Regions from separate parts of the Rattus norvegicus genome. Here region 2 is linked to region 1. A link is a contact called in public Hi-C data. All regions are on one chromosome and are shown on one strand. The core of a region is the stretch at or near the end of the contact, and the rest is flanking DNA. Distances in the headings are between cores, read along the strand shown. Region 1 has its middle 140 kb from the start of Dyrk2. Region 2 has its middle 170 kb from the start of Dyrk2.

Region 1 (7,371 bases), core at 2,801-5,300:
GATTTTTAATAAAACTCTTTGAACAACAGAGCTGAGCATCTCTGAGGCTTGAAATTAAAGTGATAAGAAAGGAGATCACTCACTTGTCAGGCTGCACCAAACTGCATCACCCGTACAAATTCCAGGGGAGCCCTTCTAAATCTGCCCAGAATGTAAGGCTCTCTCCATCTGGGATCCTTTCTTCTTCATTTTCTTAAGATGAAAACCCAGCATCAAGGAACTAAAAAGAAAGCTCAACTCATCTTGCCATGAACAACATGAGAATCAAGTCCCAAAACAGGTCTTTCCAAGAAGTAATTTCTGGAGAGAGCTCCCTTCGCATACATAAGTGCTCTCTGATTCAGACTTCCTGAGACAAAATATAATCACAGTTTGAACCATGAGACTCAGCGGTCTGCCTTCCAGGTGGAATCTGTAGGACAAGTTTCCAGCTATGATGGGTTCTCTGGGCTCTCCAAGCTCTTGAGTTTACTGCTTGACACCGGCGAATCCTCATGAGACAAGTCCACTTCCTCCACCCCCCCACCCCTCATGCGCCCACCCTCCATTCAGAGCCACAAAACCAACATGGTACAACCACGTGCACGAGAAAGATAATGCCGAATCCGGGCAGGCTAAGGCGGAAGATGAAACGGCGAGGGAGCAGTTTGGAGGGGGCATCTTATGCCCTTGGTCCTAAGTTGTAACCTGAATATTTATGTAGGTTCTCCCCATGTCGTTTCAAGTTAAAAAATCTTGACAGCATTTCACAAGCAAACCCATTCAGTTTCATTAAAAAAAAATAATGTATGTAAAAGTGGCTGAAATCTTAAAAATAATTAGGTCTCTCCTTTTCACCCTCTTCTTTCTTCCCTTTCTCTCCTCCTGACCTTGTCTGGTCTTGACTGTTTTCTTACAGGCAGGAGAAAAACAAATGAAGCCAATAGAATAGAGTATTTTAAATCTGGGGGAAAATGGCTGAAGAAAACCCCAAATTGTTCATCATGGTTAATTGGTTAACGTGCATGAGAGCATGAGTGTGTGTGTGTGTGTGTGTGTGTGTGTGTGTGTGTGTGTGTAAATGGACTCAGGACTGTTTGGGTCAGCCTCCTGTTAAGAAAACTGATCAGAGCAAGAGGTTTAAAGAACTATGCACAGAAGAAGGCATCGCTGAGGTGAGAGTAGGTGCTGGGAGCCTAGAGCAAAGCAGAAAGCCATTAGCACCAGCAAAGCTTAGGCAGGGGCATGGAAAGTTGTGTCCCCAGAGCCCAAGGAGTCCTGTTTCCTAGAGGCAATGACCTGGAAGGATGTCAGTGTGTCAGAGAGAATGATTAGGAATAGTTTCTATGAGGTAGAGCAGAGAAGAAAGACCCAGCAGGTCCCCCACCCACTTATAAATGGGAGACCAGAACTCAGAGAGCCAGAAACTCCAGGATGATTTATAGGGGTCAGCCTGTGGGGACACAGCATAGGACAGTGACAGGCAGAGTGAGGAAGCTGGGGTCCACAGATACAAATCAACAGCACCACAACCTGTCTGCTCATCAGGGACTTTGTCTTCATGAATGCCTCTGGCAGCTTCTGGACAACTGACTGTTCTTTTTTGTGTGTGTGTGCATAACAACCAAATATTGAGCAACTACACACTTGGCCAACAGTCTCCTTGGTAAAAGTGGTGAAGCAACCTAAATAAATCGATGATTTTTTTAATTCAAACTATGTCAGCCATTAGCCCGTGATGGCTTGACCTGCCCATGGGTCCAGTGCTCTTTCCTCCCCAGAGCCCAACACTGTACTTTAAAGGCAAAGACAACGCTGAACAAATTTAATTACCTTTTTCTTTTCTCTACATAAATTTAAAAGGCTTTCCTCAATCTGTTAGTTTATTAGCTCTTATCCATGAGTTTGATTTTGTTGTTGTTTGTTGTTGTTTGTTTTACAAATTACCCAATTTTTTTCATAAAGAAATTTGGGGCTTGAAAGCCATCTCGGGCTCCCTGTGTGGTTGGGTCCCCGAAGATGAGAGCTTTCTTCTCTGAGACCCCTCTCCACAGCTCAGTTGGTTCCCAGGCCTTGCCAATGATGCATGATTCTGGATCTGGCTACAGTTATTATTATTTTTTTTTTTTTGGTTCTTTTTTTCGGAGCTGGGGACCGAACCCAGGGCCTTGCGCTTCCTAGGTAAGCGCTCTACCACTGAGCTAAATCCCCAGCCCCTGGCTACAGTTATTTAATGGATCACATTACAGACCAGTGCAGTCCCTGCCCCTGCCCTCCTCCCCTGTTGTTTTAACCTAAAATAGTTTCCTTAGCCTTTGCTGACAGGTTTTTTTTTTTTTCTTTTTTACTTGAAAACTTTGCCTCACACATGCATTCGTACAAACACACCCAATAAATCTGTGCTTTCAAAAAGTAACAATTCAGCTAACATTTCCTGTGAAGAATGGTCATGGTCAACATATTCACCCACTTCTGAAGAAACAAATCTCTCAGCTGTTTCCTAGCAAGAATACTTTCCTTTGTCAGGCTCCATATTTGAACAGAGAGAGGAGAAAGAAAAAAAACCAACCTTTGGACTAATATTGATCCCATGGCTTTACTATCTCAAAGCCCTACAAAGGGCATGGCTCACTCATCTGAAAGCTGAATAGCATTGATAAGTAGACTTGAGATTTATGCTTCTGTTCATCATGAGCGTTTTCTAAGAACCTTTGACTAACTCTCTCAGTAGCCCTAGACTAAGGAGGGCACACATGAAAGAAACCTCATGAATATTAAGTGGTGCCTCACAGGACCCTTATGGCAATGCTAGAGCATAAGAATTATGTCACTTTTCATGGGTAGTTCAAGAAGGTCAGGTGTTGAGTCCTGAAGAAATGGTCTTTATCACAAAAATACATCTGTAGCATGTTCCAAATGAAATAGTTATTCCGTTTTCCCTTCCACTCCTATGCCCCAGAAACTGAGTAGACTCAGGCACTGAGAGAATCCAGTGTAAATATCTTTTGCCTACAGGCTAGTGAGCTATGGTCTCAGATGTAACACGACACACCAAGATAACTTACGTCAGAAACAGAGGGAAGAAAGTTCAACCACTGGGCTGCTAATGTAATTAGCGTATTGCCTATGTATGTGCTTTTATTTTCATATAAAGGTTGAATTAGTTTATTGTAAATATTCTGGAAATGTTATATGGGGTATATTTATCTAAATAACTATTTGCATGGTTTTATTATTGATCTGTTTTCAGATCTGATACCTAAAGTAGGAAACTCACTTGTCTTTAATAGTTTTGTTTACTTTGAATAAACTGAACCTGGTGCGTGGTTCCAAGGTCAAGCTCATAGGTTACTGTGGTTTGAATGTAAGATGTCCCCCATGGGTTTGTGCATTTAAACAACTGACCCCCCAATGGGGGCAGCGTTTGGGGAGGTTGTGGAACTTGCATAGGTGGAGCCCTCATAGAGGAAGTGGGTCATTGGGGGTTAAGCCTTGAGATTTTGTAACTTATCCATACTTCCAATTCACTCTTTGACTCCTGACTATAGATACAATGTTACCATCCAGCCTCTTAATCCCACTGCCAGGCTTTCCCAGCCATGATGGAGTGATCTCCTCAGACTGGAAGACTAAATTCTGCAAATTGCTTCTTGTTAAGTATTGGGTTATAATAACAAGAAAAGTAACTAATGTATAGATCTTCTTTCCCTGTGGGTGGGGTTATAGTTCATCCATCTGGGTTGGACAGACACTGCTGCCTTTCTTAAATATAAGCAGAGGGGAAAGCCCTGTCTGGTTCCTGACCCAGAGGAAAAAGGGCACTGTACTTCTATCTAGTATTCTTTGGTTTGGGTCAACTCCAATCAAAGTTCAGATGTTTGGATTGCAGAATTTTCAAATATTGAGAGGCTAGAAATGTAAGAGCCTCTCGGCTGCTAGGGTGACACACAGGCACTGAAAGGTGTCTGGATGTCTGCCTCACCCCACTTTGCTTTTAAGCCGTTATTCATTGTTCTTTCCCTTTGCAATCAGAGTAAGTACTTCGACCTTTGTGTCTTCTCTCATCAGCCCCTCTCCTGACCAATTTCATCATGGTCCTCCTCCTTGCTTGGCTAATGCTAGCCAGTCAGCCCAGACTTATCCAAGAAAGCCAACAGTCTCTGCTGCCAATACAACTGGATGAATTAACCTAAGTTTCAGGGAAGATCTATAACTCTAGCCCTGGAGCCATGCGTGATGTTATAGGTTTGCACAGAGATGGTTGAGTCAACAGAAAAGTCAAGTGAGTTTCACACACTTCAGACATCAGGTCTGGGAAGGGACTGTGAGTGAAAACGGCAAGCGACAGTTCAGAGTTCTATCTCTTAAACATCCTTAGCTAGCTCTTATACCAAGACCCTTGTACTTCTAGGACCATCCAGCACAAAATATATCTATCCCTCATAGACTGGCTTCCCTGGAGCATGCTGTCTAACATCTGTTGCAGGTATTTTCCTACTTATTGTATTACAGGATTTCTTTCCCTTGTACCAGTGCAGAGCAAGCCAGTGAGCACAGCTCCTGCATGACTTCTGTTTTAGTGTCTGCCTCCAGATTCCTGACTTCCTGCCTTGGCTTCTCTCAATGGATTGTGACCTAAGATATGTAAGGCAAATCAACACTTTCCTCCCTGTGGTGGTTTGAATATGCTTGGCCCATGGGACATGATGGCACTATGAGGCATGGCCTTTGTGGAGTAGGTATGGCCTTGCTGGAGTGGGTGTGGTCTTTGAGTGGGTGTGGCCTTGTTAGAGTGGGTGTGGTCTTGTTGGAGCAGGTGTGGCCTACTCCAACACTGCTGGGCAGGCTTCGAGATCCTATGCTCAAGCTCTGCCCAAAGTAGAAGAAACGCTGCAGAAACAGTCTCTTCCCGTTGCCTTCAGATCAAGATGTAGAATTCTCAGCCCCTTCTACAACACCATGTCTGCATGCACACTGCCCTAGTTCCCACCATGATCATAATGGGTTGAACCACTGAAACTGTAAGCCAGTCTCAATTAGATGTTTGCCTTTATAAGAATTGCTGTGGTCATAGAGTCTCCTTACAGTAATAGAAACTAAATGGTTGCTGTAAAATTAAAATAAAATTTGTCTTTTACCCAACACTAGGTCTGGCACCATAGTGCCCCAAGATATCTGGTAGATATCCTCATCTCAGTCAGCAAAGCCTCTCACCTGCTTTGCTCCATTCCCATATCACACTGCCAAAGGCTACTCTCTGAGCCGGGCAACAATCTCTCTACCCATCTGGTTACCAAGGCAGGTTGCCACCATGTCAGAATAGGCATCTCAATTCCGTGTCGGCCCAGTGTCTCCAGCTACCACATACTCTCTTAAACTTAAATCACCACATGAAAGAACACACAACACAATACCCTCTGACCCCATTGATAATATATAATTTGCTCATCTAGACATACAAAGCCCTGTAAACATCCATCCCTTAAGAATATTCATAACAACCTGTAAACGTGCATAGAGGAATCTTAGCATCCGCCTCCATGTTCTCTCTCAGCTGCTTCTCCTCCTCCTGTTCAGTCTCCTCCTCTTCCCTCACACTTTTCTCTCGCCCATCCTTCCTTCTCATCCGATGACAGGCCTCCTTCTATCTTGTACCTGCCTTCATCTGTGTGACATCATCCTACATTTCACCCTTTTTGTCTAATTAAAAAAAGCTTTTCTCGGGGTTGGGGATTTAGCTCAGTGGTAGAGCGCTTGCCTGGGAAGCGCAAGGCCCTGGGTTCGGTCCCCAGCTCCGAAAAAAAGAACCAAAAAAAAAAAAAAAAAAAAAGCTTTTCTCTCAAATATAAGCTGAGCACGACTATTATCATTTTGTAATTAAAAGCATAAAATATGCCTAACACCCAGTCCAACATTTTCTCAGTGAAACAGAACATTTAGTTATCCATTCCAGCTTAAGAAAGGCTTAAAATCTATGTTATAGTCTGGCTAGCTTGTATACTATCTGATAACTATCTAATAAAATATGTATTTCAAAGTTAAACAGCCTGATAGGCTATGAGTTTTTAATCAGTCTTCAACCCCGTCAGAAATCTGAGAATGACCAAATATCTATACCCATAGGAAGCCTAACACGCTTCCAGAACTGAGAGGTTGAAGAGACAAATCACTAGCACAGTCCCCAGTTAGCAACATGTGAGCGGTAGTCTACAGCCTTCTGGCCCAAAATCAACTGACAGACTCTTGAAATGCGGAAATCTTGAAGGGCTGATAATTCTGGCTTGGCAAAATTATCAGTCGACCTTTCTGCATAAGGTGTCCCTTTTTGGACAGTATTAGTCTGTAGATGAAGTAGGCAGTTTCTGCTCAGTGGCTGGCTAGACACAAAGTACTCACTCGGAGGTAGAGATGCTCAATTTCTTCATTAAATCCACCAAAGGGATTTAATCATTAAATCATTAAGTTAGGACTATTAGGAGCAGATATGTCTCAACAAAAGATAAATAACTTTAAATCTCATATTTTGTGGATTTCTGACATTTTTGAAAACCATCTGTCTATATAAGGTAATCTGGACTGTTGTCCATTAGCTGTCTTATTATCTTGAAAGTATTCTAACAAACTCAGAGCCATGAATTTGCTATTTGGCCCTTAACTCACATGTGTAGTCAACTCAGAAGTTTGTAGTCAATATAAGGACCGGCTCTGAATGTCTGCATTCACTCTGCCTGGTTTCCAGACTTTTCTCACAACTCTCTACTTGGAGTCAGTGACTAATTTTCCTTAAGTTCCGAACCATGGGTGAAAATTTCCATGTGATTCAGGTAATCTCTGTGCTCTCTTCTTAAAAACAAACTTAATCACCTTCTAATAATACCTGTCATTAAGAAGTAGCTCTGTTTAACTAGGATTTTAGCTCAAAATTCCCATGCGTCAGAAGGAATATGAGTATCCTGAAAGACTTTCTAAACAACTTTCTTTAAAAAGCAGCCTTTAATCTCTAACTCTCTGAGCTGCCACTACTTATCACACAGCAGGGAACCTACAGCCGGCCAGCCCAGGATGCTTCTGTGTTTCTCTGTTTAAAGTTCCTGCACTTGAGGTATCACATGACCCAACATAGCGCTGGCCTCCTCTAACTTAGAAAATAAAACCTTCTTTCAACTCTTAGGATTACTAGTGGATTCTCGTTCACCACATGAGTTGGTTCAATGTCATACAAGATAGAACAAGGATTTTCATTGGATGAGAAGGAAGGATGGGTGAGAAAAAACTTTGAGGGAAGAGGAGGAGACTGAACAGGAGGAGGAGAAGCAGCTGAGAGAGAACATGGAGGCGGATGCTAAGATTCCTCTATGCACGTTTACAGGTTGTTATGAATATTCTTAAGGG
Region 2 (7,371 bases), core at 1,699-4,198, 310 kb before region 1:
TAAGTAATTCTTTTCTGACATGGTGACGAGCAATAGGTTCTTGAGTGGTTCCTCAGGCTAGCCCTGAAACATAGGCCTCACTAGCATGTGGCTTTGACCAGATTTGCAGGATTGGTATTTGCCATTTGCCTCAGTGAGGACCCTGGATACCGCTCTGGGTTCCTTAGCCCTAACAAGGACTTGAGGGAGAGGGTAATTACAAGAGGCAGATCAGCTGTGATTCAGGCAAATAAAAATGAGTAAGAACAAAGGGGTCTTGGTATCAGGGCAGACTGAGTGGACAGAATAATCTAGAGGAAAGCAATATAATATAATATAACAATAAAATATAATATAATTAATATGAACATTAATCAATAGACAATGTTGGAAAATTTTGGCTAAGCACCGGAGAAGAAACAAAGTCTTTATTTCATAACTAAGATCAGAATCAGCAAAGAAAATGTGAACTGGAATAGATATTTTCTTTATTATCCAGAGGGTGACTGGCCATCGCCTTCAGCACAGCTAGTCATGTGACACACTGTCAAACATGGCTCTCCCTCCCATCTTCTGGCAAGGAAAGATTAATTTTCCTAAAGTCCCAGCCAATGGCAGTACCAGGACACAAAGCAAATAGACAGGACTCCAGGGTCCCCACTCTTACCAGGCTATGGTGCCAAAGGATTACCCAAGGGCTTCAGACACAAAAATTAAAACTCTGTGAAGAAACACGGGCAGCCTAGAAGGGAAATGAGGCGAACATTTCACACATGTAGTGGGGAAAGCGTTAGTACCCCCCACTTTCTCAAATGTCATTGCTCAGAACACCAGCGTGCTGAACGATGCTAATGGGTGTTCTGTGATAAAAAATACGTTTTGATGGTCAATTAAGTTTAGGAAATGATGTGTTAAATCTGACCATGGAACTTGTTCTCTCTCAGCATGCCTACTAACTTCTCACAGGGCAGTAAAGTTCCCTGAAACACAGCCCGGACGGTGTTGTCTTTGTGCATGGTGAGCTTCGAAGAAAAATACAAGGACTGCCTCCCCCCCCCCATTGAAAAATGGAGGCAAGAGACAATACACCAAAAAGAACACACCACACACACACACACACACACACACACACACACACACACACACAGTTTGAAAATATGTTCAACCTTGTCAGTAATCAGAAGAAATAAAACAATATTTCAGCTTTCAAGTAGACCCAAACAGAAAAGGGGGGGTTGCTTTTACAACAACAGCAAGGGAACGTGCTCTTGGACAAAGTTAGGGAGCCTGCACACAAACATAATTTTTCTGGTCGTGTGAAAGGAAGGCCTTGAAGGCACGGACATGACTTCATTGGGCAAGGTCTGTGTACAGAAATTTACCATGAAGACAGCACTGGGGAGGGGCTTACTGGAAGAGCACCTGCATGGCAAGTCTGAGGAACTGAGTTTAGATTCCCAGAACCCCTCTGCAGCCAGATGCAACTGTAATCCCAACACCTGTAAGGCAAAATAGGAGGTGGAACAGGGACCAGTTAGCCTTGGGTAAGACACAACAGACAAGAGACCATGTCTCAAACAAAGTGGAAGGTTAGGGCACATACCCAAAGCTGTCTGTCTTATCAGGGTTTTTATTTCTGCACAAACATCATGACCAAGAAGCAAGTTGGGGAGGAAAGGGTTTATTCAGCTTACACTTTCCACATTTCTGTTCATCACCAAAGGAAGTCAGGACTGGAACTCAAGCAGGTCAGGAAGCAGGAGCTGATGCAGAGGCCATGGAGGGATGTTACTCACTGGCTTGCTTCCCCTGGCTTGCTCAGCTTGCTTTCTTAAGACTACCAGCCCAGGGATGGCCCCACCCACAATTGGCTGGGCCCTCCCCCTTGATCACTAATAGAGAAAATGCCTTACAGCTGGGTCTCAGGGAGGCATTTCCTCAAGAGAGGCTCCTTTCTCTGTGATAAGTCCAGTGTGTGTCAAGGTTGACACCCAAAACCAGCCAGTACACTGTCCTTAGACCTCCATTGTATACCATGGTAGGTGAATGGTTGTACTCACACACAAAAATATTATACACATACACACACTACACACACACAAATGCACACAAGATGTTTAATACAAGAGCTAACTTGACAAGTACACACATGGATTTATTTCAAAATTATTCGTATTAGAAAATACATAGTATTGCTAAGCTAGTACTTGATTATACATTCTATCCACTTTTCAAAAATGGTGATACTGGAAATTAATATTCTATGGGAAAATATCCAATTTTATACTTAGAAAACATTAGAATGCTAAGCAATTTATATCATTTTTTTTCTAAAATAAAGTTTAAAAGACTGAAAACATCTAGATTGAAATATTAGTGATCCTTAGTTTTCTCCAGGAGTGAGATTTTGGTTAAAGTTTATGTTCTTTTACATCTTTCTGCATCGTCTTAGCAACAACAACAACAACATTAATTTACGTGTCAAGAACCGGTCCTTACCATGTTGAAACATGAAGTTTATGTCTCTCTGACGAGGGTTATGGACGTAAGAGCTTTTCATTCTTTAACAAAACAGGTGAATCCTTTACCACAAAGGTAGCCTCAGGCTAGGAGGAATACAATTTATGAGACAGAAGAAACGGAAGATTAATACTGGAGTCTGCAGAGACAGTAGATTTTTATAAAAAAGTTAGAGAGAGGGGGAGTTCACCTCACCGAACTTCACAGCTGTGTCAGCTGGTGGCTTGTCAGAGGGAAATCCTGGCGGGTGAACATCTTTTTGCATCTAACGGAAACAAATGGACGTCAAACTGTGCTTTGGCAAAGAGACCTGAGAGCCACCTTCCAGCGATTTCTAAAGAGAATCACAACTTCTTGTTCCTGAATTTGTGCAACAGGATCCGGGCCAACTCCTTCCCTTTGTTGACTAACCCAAAATGAACTCCTTATGCAAAATATGGAACGGCTCCAGCTTACCCAGTGCTCCGGGTTACCAGCCAGCTGTTGGCTCACACTAACTTCTCTTTTTTTCCTCCTTTTAAAGGGTGCAAAAATCTGTTGCTTTACAGACACAGGGAAAATCGAATTGGAGGCCCTAATTTGAAAATACCCCGAGCCTCCTAAAATTGGACTAACCTGGAGACCCTGCCAATTTGCTTAGATTGTTCTCTGTGTTACAGTAACTGTATTGAAATGAGAGGGGCCCTGGGAGATCTTCTCTCCCTGTTTAAGGGCTGTAACTCGGTTATTTTTTTTGTTGCTGTGATTAAAAAAAAAATACCGTTGACCAAAAGATCGTAAGGAAGGAAAGGCAGGGCTTGTCTAACCCCACGGTTTGAGGGCACAGTCCCTCATGGCAGCAAAGCTGCCAGTATGGAGTCTGCAGTTAGGGAGCAAAGGGTTCCGCTCAGCTGACTTTCTCCTTTTTAGTCAATTCAAGACTCCAACCCAAAGAATAGTGTCACACACTTTTAGGGTGGGCCTTCCTTCCTCACTTAACCTAGTCTAGAGAATCCCTTATAGCTGCGCCTAGACGCTAGTCTCCAAGGTGGTTCTAGAGCCTGTCAAGTTGATGAAGATGAAAACCAGCCGTAACAGTATGGAAAGGAAATTGTCCAGCAAGTCTCACTGGATAGGAGAGGACTTGGTCGCTAATGAAGGGTCCATCTGTTCCTTCTTTTTTTTGGTTCTTTTTTTTCGGAGCTGGGGACCGAACCCAGGGCCTTGCGCTTCCTAGGTAAGCGCTCTACCACTGAGCTAAATCCCCAGCCCCCATCTGTTCCTTCTTAAATCTCTTCACAAGCACCTCAGAATTTCTTGGGGTTCCCCGAGGAAGGAGCAGAGGCCAATTCCCTAGGAGGATAAGGTCTGGGATCTCCTGTTAGGGTTTGAATTTGAAACGCCCGCACAGGCTCATGTTTTGTAAGCGTGTTCCCAGACAGCGACGATATTTGGAGGAGTGCAGCTATTAGGAGGTGGGGCTTGGGTGGTAGAGGCAGTCACATCGGTGGCAGTGGCCTTTGAAGGTTCCGCACAGCCAGTGATTCTGGGTATGCTTTCTTCTTCCTGGATGCCTGTGAACAGCACTTTCTCTATGATTCTCTTGCCTCAGTGTGAGCCACCCTACTATGCCTTACGGGCTATTATGGATTGAAACACCCGGAAACGGAGCCAAAGAAACCGTCCCTCCCATAACCACGTCCATCAGTCTTGTCGTGGTACTGAGTAAAAGAAGTAGCTAATGTCACCCTGATGTCCTCAAAGGGAGCTAAACAAGGCTTTTGGCCTTTGGTTCCTCAAGGGATCGTTCCTAAGTCTCAAGCTTTTATTTGATTGGCCAAAGGAGAATTTATCATGCATAAATATGCATTAAATTAACATATTAGCCAACTTAGGAAACACAGTCTTAAACCAGCATTTTTCATAGAATTTTTAAATATTTTAGCACACAGAACAGGGGAGATGCACCTAGCATTTTCAAGATTTTTCAAGAAGGCCCAGTTGAAAATGTAGGGTTTCCTAGTTTTTCAAAATAGAATGTGCTGGAGGGACAGCTACAGTTTAGGCAATAGAACATTCAAGGATGAGTATCTTGTTTGTCCTCTCTTAAGCCTGTGGGTTGTAAGCTGGTATAGTCTATTGGTCAAGGTCAGAAGCACCCAAGTGCTCCCTGGCCCATGCAATGATTAGAGAGTCCACTGAGTCGTTGTAAAGATCAAAATAAAGGAATGGTTGACAGGTACACAGTGCTGCTCGGCAACAGGCTCCTCCATGACACCCCCGGACCCCAATCCACTTAGCAAGCGTCTTTGCAGAGTCTTTGGGTATTTTTTCAGGCACGTGTGTTTCTTTTTGGTGTGTCCTCTCATCTCCACTTTTCTATTGGGGTGTTCATATGTGTACACCCCCCCCCATATGTGTGTCGAGGGTGGCAATCCACAAATCCACACAAAAGTCTCTCTCTCTCTCTCTCTCTCTCTCTCTCACACACACACACACACACACACACACACACACACACACGCACACACACGCACACACGACAAGGTCTCTCACTGAACCTGGAGCACCAATCTTTGATCATCATATGAATGTACTATTTGCCAGGGCATTAAGTTCTCCCATTCCCACAGGACTCCACTCCTCTCCTGCTGCTGGGTTTCTTCATTCTTGCTACCCCTGGAGGGTCAAAGTTCAGCTTTCTCTTTCCAGAGGTGGAAAGTTGGCTCTGGAAACACATATGACTATGGAAAAAGGAGCAGTATTGATGGGCTCAGAATCTTCCATCAGGGAAACGTCATCTGGGCAGATATATGGTAACCTGCCCACTGGACCACCTCTCCATGCAGCTGTGAAGAGAAAAATAATCAGACCCACGCTCCTGACAGGAGCTAGCTAGACCAGCGGCAGGTCTCCCTGCACTGGCTGCCAGCCGATCTCTGTCTTAGCCTAAACTCCCTGATCTGTCTTTTGTTTGGAGCCTGCATGGAAATAAACATTCTAAGGGGGAAAAAAAGTAACCTTTTCTTCGTCATCGCCTTCTAGTCATAACAACACGAATTCTTCTGCAGACAAAGTGGATACTTCTGCCTACTAGGGGAAAGGTCAGGAAGTGCTGAAAAGAAAGAACAACAATGGGCACGGTTTCTAGACAACCTTGCTGGCAACCTTTGCTTAAGTCCATGTAGTTGTTCGGGATGCACAGAAAAACGGGATAATGGAGGATGTGGTGACCTTCAGGACTTCTCCGGATGGAGACTATTAAAGTGAGAAGCTGCAGGTTTGGGGCATCGAGGTGGCCCAGTGAGCAAAGGTGTTGCCTCCAGTCTTGAGGGTCTGAGTTCAAGACTTGGAATACGCACACAGTGGAAGGAGAAACCAACACCCACACATTGTCCTTTACCAGCCACATGTGCGCCTACCCCACAATTTAAGTTTTTAAAAGTAACAAAAATAGAAAAGGAAGCCTCACATGTTCTGAGGTTGTAGAACAGACTGGGGGTTGTGGAACAGGCTTGGGGAGTTGTAGAACAGATTTGGGGGGTTGAAGAACAGAGTGGAGGGTTATAGAACAGACTGGGGGTTTAGAGAGACTGGTGGTGTACAACAGACTGGGGGTTGTAGAACAGAGTGGGGATTGTAGAAGAGACTGGGGGCTGCAGAAGAGACTTGGGGGTTGTAGAACAGATTTGGGGGTTGTACAACAGACTGGGGGTTGTAGAACAGACTGGAGGTTGTAGAACAGATTGGGGGTTATAGAACAGACTGGGGGTTGTAGAGAGGCTGGGGTGTGGAGAGGCTGGGGTGTAGAGAGACCGGGGGGTGTAGAGAGACCGGGGGGTGTAGAGAGACTGGGGGTGTAGAGAGACTGGGGTGTAGAGAGACTGGGGATGTAGAGAGACTGGGGATGTAGAGAGACTAGGGTGTAGAGAGACTGGGGTGTAGAGAGACTGGGGGTGTAGAGAGACTAGGGGGTGTAGAGAGACTGGGGTGTAGAGAGACTGGGGATGTAGAGAGACTGGGGTATAGAGAGACTGGGGGTGCAGAGAGACTGGGGGTGTAGAGAGACTGGGGGTGTAGAGAGACTGGGGTGTAGAGAGACTGGGGGTGTAGAGAGACTGGGGGTGTAGAGAGGCTGGGGTGTAGAGAGGCTGGGGTGTAGAGAGACTGGGGGTGTAGAGAGACTGGGGGTGTAGAGAGACTGGGGGTGTAGAGAGACTGGGGTGTAGAGAGACTGGGGGTGTAGAGAGACTGGGGTGTAGAGAGACTGGGGGTATAGAGAGACTGGGGTGTAGAGAGACTGGGGTGTAGAGAGACTGGGGGTATAGAGAGACTGGGGGTGTAGAGAGACTGGGGGTGTAGAGAGACTGGGGGTGTAGAGAGACTGGGGTGTAGAGAGACTGGGGTGTAGAGAGGCTGGGGGTGTAGAGAGGCTGGGGTGTAGAGAGGCTGGGGTGTAGAGAGGCTGGGGTGTAGAGAGACTGGGGGTGTAGAGAGAGAGACTGGGGGTGTAGAGAGAGAGACTGGGGGTGTAGAGAGACTGGGGTGTAGAGAGACTGGGGGTGTAGAGAGACTGGCGTGTAGAGAGACTGGGGGTATAGAGAGACTGGGGTGTAGAGAGGCTGGGGTGTAGAGAGACTGGGGGTGTAGAGAGACTGGGGGTGTAGAGAGACTGGGGTGTAGAGAGACTGGGGGTGTAGAGAGACTGGGGTGTAGAGAGACTGGGGGTATAGAGAGACTGGGGTGTAGAGAGGCTGGGATGTAGAGAGGCTGGGGTGTAGAGAGACTGGGGTATAGAGAGACTGGGGGTGTAGAGAGACTGGGGTGTAGAGAGACTGGGGGTGTAGAGAGGCTGGGGTGTAGAGAGGCTGGGGTGTAGAGAGACTGGGGTGT

The links. A called contact is a pair of places that touch in the nucleus more often than the background predicts.
Region 2: a contact with region 1 is called in a Hi-C map of liver, with 2.7 times the contacts expected there. The contact joins two enhancer-like sites. A contact is called at or near these places in 2 of 12 Hi-C or Micro-C datasets (kidney and liver).

What each region holds. Positions count from the first base shown.
Region 1 is chr7:56,108,005-56,115,375 of GRCr8, reverse strand. No RefSeq gene overlaps it. Among named protein-coding and RNA genes, the nearest start is that of Dyrk2, 140 kb to the left of the region's middle. Within about 2 kb of position 4,050, at least 1 of the 93 cell types and tissues checked has an H3K27ac peak or open chromatin away from gene starts, as enhancers often do. A contact at or near this core is called in liver, where this site is marked.
Region 2 is chr7:56,416,863-56,424,233 of GRCr8, reverse strand. No RefSeq gene overlaps it. Among named protein-coding and RNA genes, the nearest start is that of Dyrk2, 170 kb to the right of the region's middle. Within about 2 kb of position 2,948, at least 20 of the 93 cell types and tissues checked have an H3K27ac peak or open chromatin away from gene starts, as enhancers often do. A contact at or near this core is called in liver, where this site is marked.